Linked DNA regions of Zea mays: region 1 is linked to region 2. The links are chromatin contacts, called in public Hi-C maps. All regions are on one chromosome and are shown on one strand. The core of a region is the stretch at or near the end of the contact, and the rest is flanking DNA. Distances in the headings are between cores, read along the strand shown.

Region 1 (4,550 bases), core at 1,561-4,060, 39 kb before region 2:
CGGAGTACAAATCAAGGGCAAAACATTCGGAAAGGCCTGAAAGGAAGGGTTGGACGCGACCGAATTGGGGAAGACGATGCCAAGGTAGGTGGTGCCAAAAAAAAAATTGGGGGCTATCTGGAGGTAACTACAAGAGGGAAGAATCGAAGCAGGTTCGATTCCAACAGGATATGGCAGGCTTCACTTCACTCGTCCACAAGGCCTAGACGTCCACAAGAAACAAGCGGCTAGACAGTACACAACAGTGAGTCCATCCAAAACAGAGCCGCTAGGCTGTGGACAGCAAGCTGCCAATCTGGGGAAAGAGTACAACAACAACAACAACAAAAAACATCGACACCATCGTCGTCGTCGTGGTGTATGGAGAGAAACATGAGCACCAGAGCAGAGCAAGAAGGGACCTAGACCTTGATGGCCTAGCCTAGCCTAATCCATGGCGGAGGAGCAAGCAAAGAACATGAACATGGGGCAGGAGAGAGAGAGCCGCAGGCCGCAGCGCAGCGCACCTTATCAACGAAGAAGAGCTCCTCGCCGTTCACATCCACCTCAAGGACGACACCGACACGGCTCATCTTTCCGGCGCAAGCGCAACTTAGACTCGTCGTTCCTTCCTCCCCTCCCGATCCCGCGAGCAATTTGAACTTTAAAGCAACATGGCGACGAAGCGAGGCAAAAAAAAAAAAAAAGGCTGCGGCGATGGGGATGGAAGCAGGGGGGGGGCGGCGGGATGCGGCACCCACGCAGAAAGCCCAAGCCGCCAAATGGCTAGACGCCCAAGCGCACCTGATGCTCTGAGCAGTCAATGGCTCGGCTCAGACGGCGACGGGCGGGGCCAAACGAAGTTGGTGGATCCTGAGCTGCTCCTGCTCGCGCCCTGACTGACACCCTCTGCCGTGCTGCGAGTACTGCGAGTGTGGAGCTTTGCAGGGAGGGGGGGAGCTTTGGGGAATATGTAAGGCTGGTTCCTGATTTTTCTCTGCCCTGCCCTTTGCACTCGCACGTATCATATACTGTAGCTGTAGTGTGTGCCTGGCCTGGCCACTCGGGTGCTATGCGGCTATGCCTGCCTGTGCTGCTGCGGGAGTCCTTTCCCTGCACCAAAGATATGGGCAACAAAAAGATGGTGGGAGAGAGAAGAATGGAGGTGGTTTTTGGATTTGTTACAGGAATACCCGATGGGTTTGGTGTTGATGAAGAAGACTGGATCCCTGAAAGAGATAGCACCAGCAGCAGCAGACAGGTATAGGCAGAAATGCGTTGTTTATGCGTCGACTGAGATTGCAAGCAAAGAGCATCTGAGTTGGTCATTTCCACGTGACATCGAGATTGTCTGATCCTCCCACACGAGATCATGTTCTTTACTACTTTCGCTTGGGTTGCTGGTTTAAGACGACAAGGATTTGAAAACCTGGCTCTGTTTGGATTCATAGTACCGTCAGAATGAATATTTATAGCATGTTTGTTTGGCTTTAATTCGTATCGATTTTTATTATTTTTACAGTGTTTTGGCTCTATATATTACAACTGCAATAGTCTAGATAATTGACCTTAATATTTGTAGACAGCAGAGACAAACCCTCCTTCAGCCTACGTAACAGGTTATTTGACTTAGTTACAGCCAAACAAACCTTATCTTTCTTCAAAACGAGAAAAAAATTCCTGGTTCAATATGCTACTACAAAACAGCGCATCGCAAGTGCGCCTGTCTCTTTTCCAACTTTCTGGAGGTAATAAGGACAAAACTCCAGATCATCTTCCAAAGATGCATGAGGCCGCATCCGCACCTACTACGTTGATTTATTTACCGTTACAACTAACAGCAAGTGTTCCAAGGTGCTTTAAAATGCACAAATGGGTCATGTACTAATGCAAACTAGAAAAAAAAACAAATACTACAGAAACTAAAAAAAAAGAGAACAAGTTGAAAGCTCGAGTAGTCATCCTTCGTGGGGATGTTTCCTAATGTTGACGGAAGGCGTTCCTTGTCAAAAAAAAATGCGCACAGACACGGCAGATATTTTTTTGCGGGCGTCAAATCACGCACAAGATATTATGAACTTATGAAACTGAAGAACATTACCCGTATTTATTGTTAAACAAGGAAGATTATCATGATCGATATGTAATCTCGACACGTGCTGTACAATATCCTGCGCGTTCGGATAGTGAGGACTGGGATCACCCGTAGTAATTGCCAATGACGCATTGTAATCTTACCTCGTATGTTACGTCATGAATAGAGATGGCAATGAGAAACTGATCCCTGATTCTTCGCTGGAAATTTCTCAATTAGATAATGGCGCGAGGATATAAATGGAGAAATTGTATTCTCGGATGGCTAAACGGGGACGGAGATGGCAGAACGTTCCCGATTTCTCCGCGACAGGGATCGATCGCTACGGAAATTCGTTTGCGTGCAGGCAGAGGTCGTTTCTCAGTTGCAGCGGCCCATATTTAAGAGTTGGCAGTGCTACTGGAGTGGTGTTCTGATGGATGTGTCATCTTTAGAGAATCGTGAGCAAATTTTTTAACCTGATTCGACTCGACACTGGAAGACTGCCGGATGAGGGGGGGCCCGGCCGGTGGCAGTAAACGCCCGGACAATTGGCTCACGTACATATTGTAGTGTAACATAAAACCGAGCATCGTGACGCTGGCATGTGCTACAATTACATAGTAGCGCTAGTGCTACAACTACACGGATAGTGCTATACGGTTACGGTCCTCGTGACCCAGCCGTTCCCACTGCGGTCCACGTGCCATTTGGCAGTGGCCGCTGTTGGTTATGGATTCGGTTGGCCGCCGCCCAATGGCTGCTGATCTGGTGCGTACACAAGCACGAGACGATGCCCTGCCGCCCGTTCCCACTGCGCTATGTTTGTGTTCCCATCCCCAATCCCACACAAACGGATAATAAAGGCGGGGCAACAGCGGGCCGTGCAGCGAGGGGAGTGGGGAGGGGGTCTCAGATTCGTGGGCTTGTCTTGTAGCGGAGTGAGGACAGGACCTCTCTCCCCTCGTGGGCCGCCGCTAAACATCTTCAGACATGCGGGGTAAACGGCATGACAGGAGGCAGTCGAACGGTTGACTTGCATAAACTGTAAATTAGCCCATACTACGTACTGACTGTAAAGCGTCAAGTGTTTACAGAGGGACAACTCTGACAGCCCTGATGTGCATGGGGTTCATTACATACATGTACTAGTATAAAGAAAAAAAGAAAAGTGCATGCATTGCATTGCATTGCATGGTCCATGGGCACTCGAGTGCCTTTTTAGGCCGCGGGGCTTTGTTTCTTCCTCGGCCTTTTTGGATGCTCTCCGAGAAGCTAAAACAAAGATTAAATAAAGGATGCTGAGCACAGTGTCCACTGTCCAGCGCAGTGCAGAGTGTCCCTCCCACCGTCGGCCGCGCCTCATCCGGCCCACACCACACGGGTGATCGATCTACCCACGCCGCTTACTTGCAAATGCTTCTCTCTCTCTCATGGCGTAGCATGGTGTTAAGTTCATCTTAAAACGCAGGGCACTAGTCCACGTCTGTTTGATTGTATCTAACCCAGTCTTATTCCTAACCCCCCCCCCCTACTATAGATGAGACGCGGAGTGGTGGCAAATTAAGGGCTCTTGTGCGTTTGAATGAAACCGAACGAACTGCTGGTGTTCTCTCTCTCTCTGTGTGTGTGTGCGTTCACCGGTGAATTGAATCAACAGGCGAGGAGTGGCAGCAGCGCACCGCAGCAGCCAGCAGGATGGAGAAGAATATGCTCGTCACCTAGTCCGTGACAAACAGACTCTGGCCTTTTCTCCTCCCAATCTCCTTTGTCTGCAAAGGCCACCACGAGGCGCAAACCATCATTCATGTTGAAAAGTGTAGAAAAGGGATAGCTGCTGCTGCTGCTGCGTGCTGGTCTCCACAAACACCTCTCTGTGGAGTGTGGACTGGACTGTGCTGTGCTGTGCATGCATGCAGGGAGGGAGGGACCAGGCAGCCAGGCTGCAGCGAGCGGTGGCAAACAACCAGCTGGTCAGGCCACGCTTGGTGCTGGTGGTGTGCTGCACCGCATGCCTAAACGAGGCGTTGGCCGTCGGTGTACGTACTCGGGGCCGGAAGCCGGAAACGAAGGAGATAGCAGCTCCAGCAGGCTCCTCCCTGTCTCTGATGCGTGCCGTGCGTTGCTCGCTCGGCGCCGCCCGTCCGGTACTACGGAGTATTAGCATTTAATTCCTCGTGGACGCCACATTCTCAACTGTCGCGCGGACTCCGACGCCGGACATGCGCTGCGCGGCCCTCAGTCAGAGTCATGGTCGGTCGCGCTGCCCCTGCCAGGTCCAGGTCCAGGCCCAGCGCATCGCCCATGGGAGTCCAATCGTCACGTGGCGTGCATCCGTGTGCGTACCAGACAGCGGGCCGGCGGGGGGAAGATGTGTGGTCCGACGTGGGCGCGCGCGCGCCAACGGAGTCCGGAGGGCGGCCGTGCCCGTACGTGCTCGCTCCATTTGCATCATGTTGCCATTCTGATACAGCTAATTGCCTTTACTCTGTCCGGA
Region 2 (5,144 bases), core at 1,717-4,216:
TTGCATTTATGCTACTCCCTCGGTCCTAATATACAGAGCGTACTATTTCTGATCCAAACATTAGATAAATGTATTGGAATCTCTCTATCAACACTATATCGTTATACGCATGTCTAGAGTGAGCATGCATTATATTATACTAGCATATAGGCCGTGTTAAACGGGCCTATATGACTGGACTGTTGTACGTTTGCTCAAAACTTGAAATTCAGAGAATGTACAAACGCAGATGGTATAATGTACACGCACGTGCAAAGTACCAATGCAAGCGCTAGAAGCTTGTGTTGCGAACAAGGGATAACGGCATTATCAGCTTTGACCGCGCGTTTAGTTTGCCAAGTCTTGGTACGTACTCAAGCGCTAGCTATAGTAGCAGATCGGAACACGAGCGGATTAATAAGGGCATCCACAAGATTAGAATCCTGCTACGTACGTAAACAATCACTTAGACTGCACTCATGGCCAACTTAACGAGGCGATGATTTAGCGCTTGTTACGTCCTCGCGAACCCAAGGGAAAAAAAACAATTGTCCATGCATTGTCGTCGACCGTGGATGCTCTCGCAAATTATTCAACAGGCCGGTTGGCGACAACCGCACGCAGTGGCGGATCCAAGATTGATACAAGAGGGGGCTACTAAGACTATAACAAAAAAATTTAAATCAAACAAAAAAAATAATTAAACCCCTGGATCCGCCACTGCCCATGCACATCGAAAACATCAAGCAATAATTAAACATCATGTTCATCTTATTCCTATAATTAAACACGAAATTACTATCAAATAAATAATCAAATTCAAATCAAACTTCAAATCACAAACCCCTGCTCTGCTCGGCTCACGGTTGCTCGGCTGGACAACGGCGGTGGCCTGTGGCCGCGGTGCTCCGGGCCTCGGCGGTGCTCCGGGTCCAGGCGCGGGCGGGGCGAGCGTCGCTGCGGCCAGGGGCGGATTTACGGCCAGGGGTGTCCTGTGGGCTCCGCTCATCCGGCGGTCCGGTTCAGCGGACGGCAGCTTTGGCCTCCAGCGACTAGGCAAGCAACGCTGCGTGCCTGCGCCGCTGCGTGCTGCGGGCGTCGGGCCGTGAGCGCCTGGGCGGTGGCGCGGACGCGCGGTGCCGCGAGTCTTCCACGGCTGGCGACCTAGCAGGCGGCGGCTGGATTAGGTTAGGCGCGGCCGCGCGAGGCTGGACAGTGGGCACGAAATCGCAGCACGAGGCAGAGCTGGGCACAAAATCGCTATGGACCTATTGCTCGCGTTACTGGGCCGCGACCGGGGCTGCAGCCAGGCAGCCCCGGTCGTAAATCCGCCCCTGACCGCACGCATGACGTCGTGGCGGAGCCAAATCAATCAGAGTAGTAGGATTTTTTTTTTCATTAGAGAGACAATTATGCAGTTCCTTGGAGCTAGCTAGCACACTCATGTCAAATCACTTATTAGACCACTTATTTACGTCATGGTCGTCAGGCTCACACTGGATGGTTAATTACGATAGCTAATTAATCAAGGTATATCACGGAGTAGCAAGCATCCTAAGCTAGGGGGACGACAGCTTTTGCATGGTTGGAGGACCCAAAAAAAGAAGGGACCGATATTGCTTGCTTGCTTGTGAAGGGAGCAAAATCAAATTTAAACATGCTGCATGTCTTCCCTAGCTAGGGTGGCCCGTGTGGCCTGGCCGTACGTACGTTCTTCCCAAAGTTTGGAGCAGTGGAGCAGAAAGAAAGGAACACGACAAGGGTCAAGAAGGATGGGCAAACCGTCGGAGCTGCAGCCGTCGGACCTTGTATGTATTGGCTGGCCCTGGCCGTACAAGTAGCTGCACCGTAGCGGCGGGTAGTGGCTTTGAGATTCTCATCGCAAGCTTGCATTGCAGGTGACGTAAATAAAGTGGCCCGTCCGCGCCATGCCCATGCAGATAGACGGGCATAGGAACTCGAGATCCAGACAGAGCGGTGACTGCCAATGGGTTCTCGGTAATGACAATTTTAATCCGTAAATCTGAAATCCAACGGGTACCCATGTGAAGAATTTGACCCACGGATGTAATCTATCCGATCTTAAAGTTTCGCAGGTGTGGCATATGCTTTTCACTGGCCGGTTGACATGAACCTTGAGGGCCTGTATGTGGGGGAGGCCCAAGATGGTCGGTGCCAGGGTTCGAATAAGCTCATGGCGCAAGATATCTAGAGGCCTGTTTGTTTTAGCCTTTTTTTTCTGACAAACTATTCTAAGAATCAGCTGTAGAGAGAATTTGAGTATCGTAGAGATTATATACGAAGGAAGATAAACAGATCTATAGGATTTAGGATCTAGAAAGTGGTGAATTACTACTAACACGACGACTCGACTGATTATATATTCACGTTGATTTAGTATAATTTTCACCAAAACGATTCTCACAAAAACGGATTGAAAACCGAACTGTTTGTCAGCTCGCATCAGCTTCTGACGGCCAAAAGGTGGAAATAAGCACAAACAAACACCACCTAGATCGATCGATCCCTGACCGATTGTTCAAATAAGCTCAAACCGACGTTCTCCTTCTTAATCTCATGTTTACTCATTTATATTTAAAATTTGCATTGCAACAATCAGTGATGAGCTACTGAATTTAATGACTAGTATATATAGCATATCTTTTTTTTTATCTCAAAGCAGAAAACTTATCTCCAGAAAAGTTGGTTACATTAATGAAAAATCAGTCCAGAATGATACTAGAAATCAAACGCGTTGGTTTGTGCGACTGTGCCGGCCGCTCCTCAGGTCAGTCAAACGCCAAATGTCACGCAGCTCGGCAGCGGCGGCGGCGGCGGCGGCGGCGGCGGCAGCAGCATGCGTCGTCCGCATGCTTTGTCACTAGTCGTTAGAGCAAGGAAAAGGAAGCTGGCACTAGCTAGGCCACATTAGTCGTTTAGGCAAGAATTAGGCCCATCTTGGTGCAATGTGTATTCCTACTTTCAATCCTTTATGGGCTGCCTGCCCCGTGCATTACCAAAGCCCGCCCGCTGTTCCTCCTCTTACTTATCGTCTGGCCTGGCTGGCTTCTCGTTGCCCAGTCGGCCCGGCCCACCAACAGGAGATTTGCATGCGTGCATTTTTCGTCGCCAAGGACACTGATGGATCATGCTGCTGCCGGAGCTTCAAGACAGGACTAGCAAGATTCAGCCAGCCCCACTAGGATTACTGGAGCTAGGAGTCATGGGAATCCTGCAGGGGGCACTGCCACTGCCGTGACCACGAGGCTGCAGCTCGCCAGCTCCCGGATGCTGCTCAGCGCCTCGTCGCCGTCCTCTCATCCTCTGCAGCTGCAACTGCAACTGCAACTGCAAGCGAAGTAACCTGCGGTTGACCATCGTCTCCAGTGAGTCCAGGTACGTTCAGCTTCACAAACCAACCTCCTGCAGCTGTGCCACTGCACATGCCGGCGGACGGCGGGCGTCCTATACTACTACTCCTATCTATGATAGCTCAGTAGTGGCAGACTACGGGATCGTATCATATCATATCTTCCTGCGACGATCTCAAACGGAAAAAGGGCCCGAGCCGAGCCGAGCCTGCCTACCTGAAAAGGGCGTTGAAGAGGACCCGGCCGGCTGCGGAAAGAGGACGACGCACGCCTCTCGTTTTCGCAAGGATACCCATCTCACCGGCTGATTCTGCTGCCTGCTATGTCTATGCATGTGCCTGGCTGGGATTTGAGCTGAACCCGTTCGAGACAGATCAATCGGCATCGGCAGCGAGTGATTCGCCTCGGCTTTGGTTCCGTGGTCTCTCCCTCGCCACGCGCCTTCTTTGGAGAGGCCAGCCAAGGCCGCCGTGACGGGGCGAGGCGAAAAGGTGGCTAATGATGAGCGTGGTGTGGACGAGCACTACACTACGACTTCCTCTCCGTCGTCGTGCTCCTCAGACTTCAGTGGTCTATCACCAGCAGTCCCTCGCTCTTTGCTTTGCTTTGCTTCATCGGTCGAGCGCACTGAGATGCGGACGCTACTAATGGTGTTCGTTGCATCTTGCGCGCCTGTAAACAGCTACTACTATTAGATTAATAAAACGTGTTCATTCCCCCAACCACCCACCCATTTTCCTCATCATTGGACTCTGGAAAAACCAACAAAGACGACAACTCTGTTTCAGGTTTCTGTACAAGTAGTTAGCCAATATGCTAACTAGACCTTGTTTGGATGCATCCAGTTTTTAAAAAATCGGTTTATATAAATTGAGCTGGTCCAAACATACCAGTTTATAACACAGTTTATAGAAATTAGATTTCAGTTACATAAACTCCAAGAAGCTGGTCTTTCTTAACTAAAAGATAAAACTGGTTTCTTGAAAACTGGTGACTTAAAACATGGACTAACTACGTTTGGTTGCAATGACAGGACGGGATGGGACGATCCCTCAAATTAGGTTGTTTGGTTCTGGGTCAAGGGTTGAGACAGTACTATCTAGTGTTGTCCCCTGTTATCCCTTAAAATTGGAGGGACGACAGAGGATGTCAGGGGATGATCCCGTCCTAGCTGTCCCACAACCAAACACACCAAAGGCAGCTGCGGTCCTGTGACTCCAGCTGGTGAGCTGTTGAACTAACGATATGCATGTGCATGCCGCTTAGATAAAGACCCTAAACAAACGGGGAAGAAAAACGACCTGACAAAATTGTAAAGCACCGGCAACACTTGCTTTGCTTTGCTTTGTTCAGGGACCCCAAAATAAAGGGCCAAGGTACCTTGCAAACACGACAAGGTCAGATTGGCATGCACATGGTGGAGTTCAGACTGAACACCGCCTCCAATTGGCGGTACTATGTAACCGGTTCAGAAGGATGATTTCAGATGCAATGCAACTCATGTTTATCGTATTCGTACCATGTGGGTGTCTCGTCACCCTCGTTTTCAGCTTGATTGGACCTAAAATTTTCCAGTTGCCTGGTGGACAGTCAGTGCAGCTAGCCCTTTATTCACTGAACGAAAACCAGCATGTGTTTTTCCATCGCGTTCCTTTCTTAGATACGACGGATCCAAAGGCTTTTAGCTGCCGTCGGTTCACGAAACGTTACATAAACGACAACAGTAATGATTTACACTTCAGTATCACCAGTAATAAATTTTAATATATCGATATTAATTTCTAGTATGATATC

The links. A called contact is a pair of places that touch in the nucleus more often than the background predicts.
Region 1: a contact with region 2 is called in a Hi-C map of leaf, with 7 times the contacts expected there. The contact joins the promoter of LOC103634327 here to the enhancer-like site in region 2. A contact is called at or near these places in 9 of 25 Hi-C or Micro-C datasets (bundle sheath, ear, endosperm and 2 more) and 1 of 3 datasets of contacts at active chromatin or transcription factors (leaf).

What each region holds. Positions count from the first base shown.
Region 1 is chr7:164,721,940-164,726,489 of Zm-B73-REFERENCE-NAM-5.0, reverse strand. It overlaps LOC103634327, which reads left to right and starts at 2,810. Exons shown (of 9, transcript XM_020541732.2): 1 at 2,810-2,824; 2 at 3,973-4,200. The coding sequence starts at 2,810. It overlaps LOC103633275 (BTB/POZ domain-containing protein At3g22104), which reads right to left and starts at 1,339. Exons shown (of 3, transcript XM_008654972.4): 1 at 784-1,339. The coding sequence starts at 1,308.
Region 2 is chr7:164,682,968-164,688,111 of Zm-B73-REFERENCE-NAM-5.0, reverse strand. No RefSeq gene overlaps it. Among protein-coding and RNA genes, the nearest start is that of LOC103633272, 4.6 kb to the left of the region's middle. Within about 2 kb of position 2,966, at least 20 of the 20 cell types and tissues checked have an H3K27ac peak or open chromatin away from gene starts, as enhancers often do. A contact at or near this core is called in bundle sheath, ear, endosperm and 2 more, where this site is marked.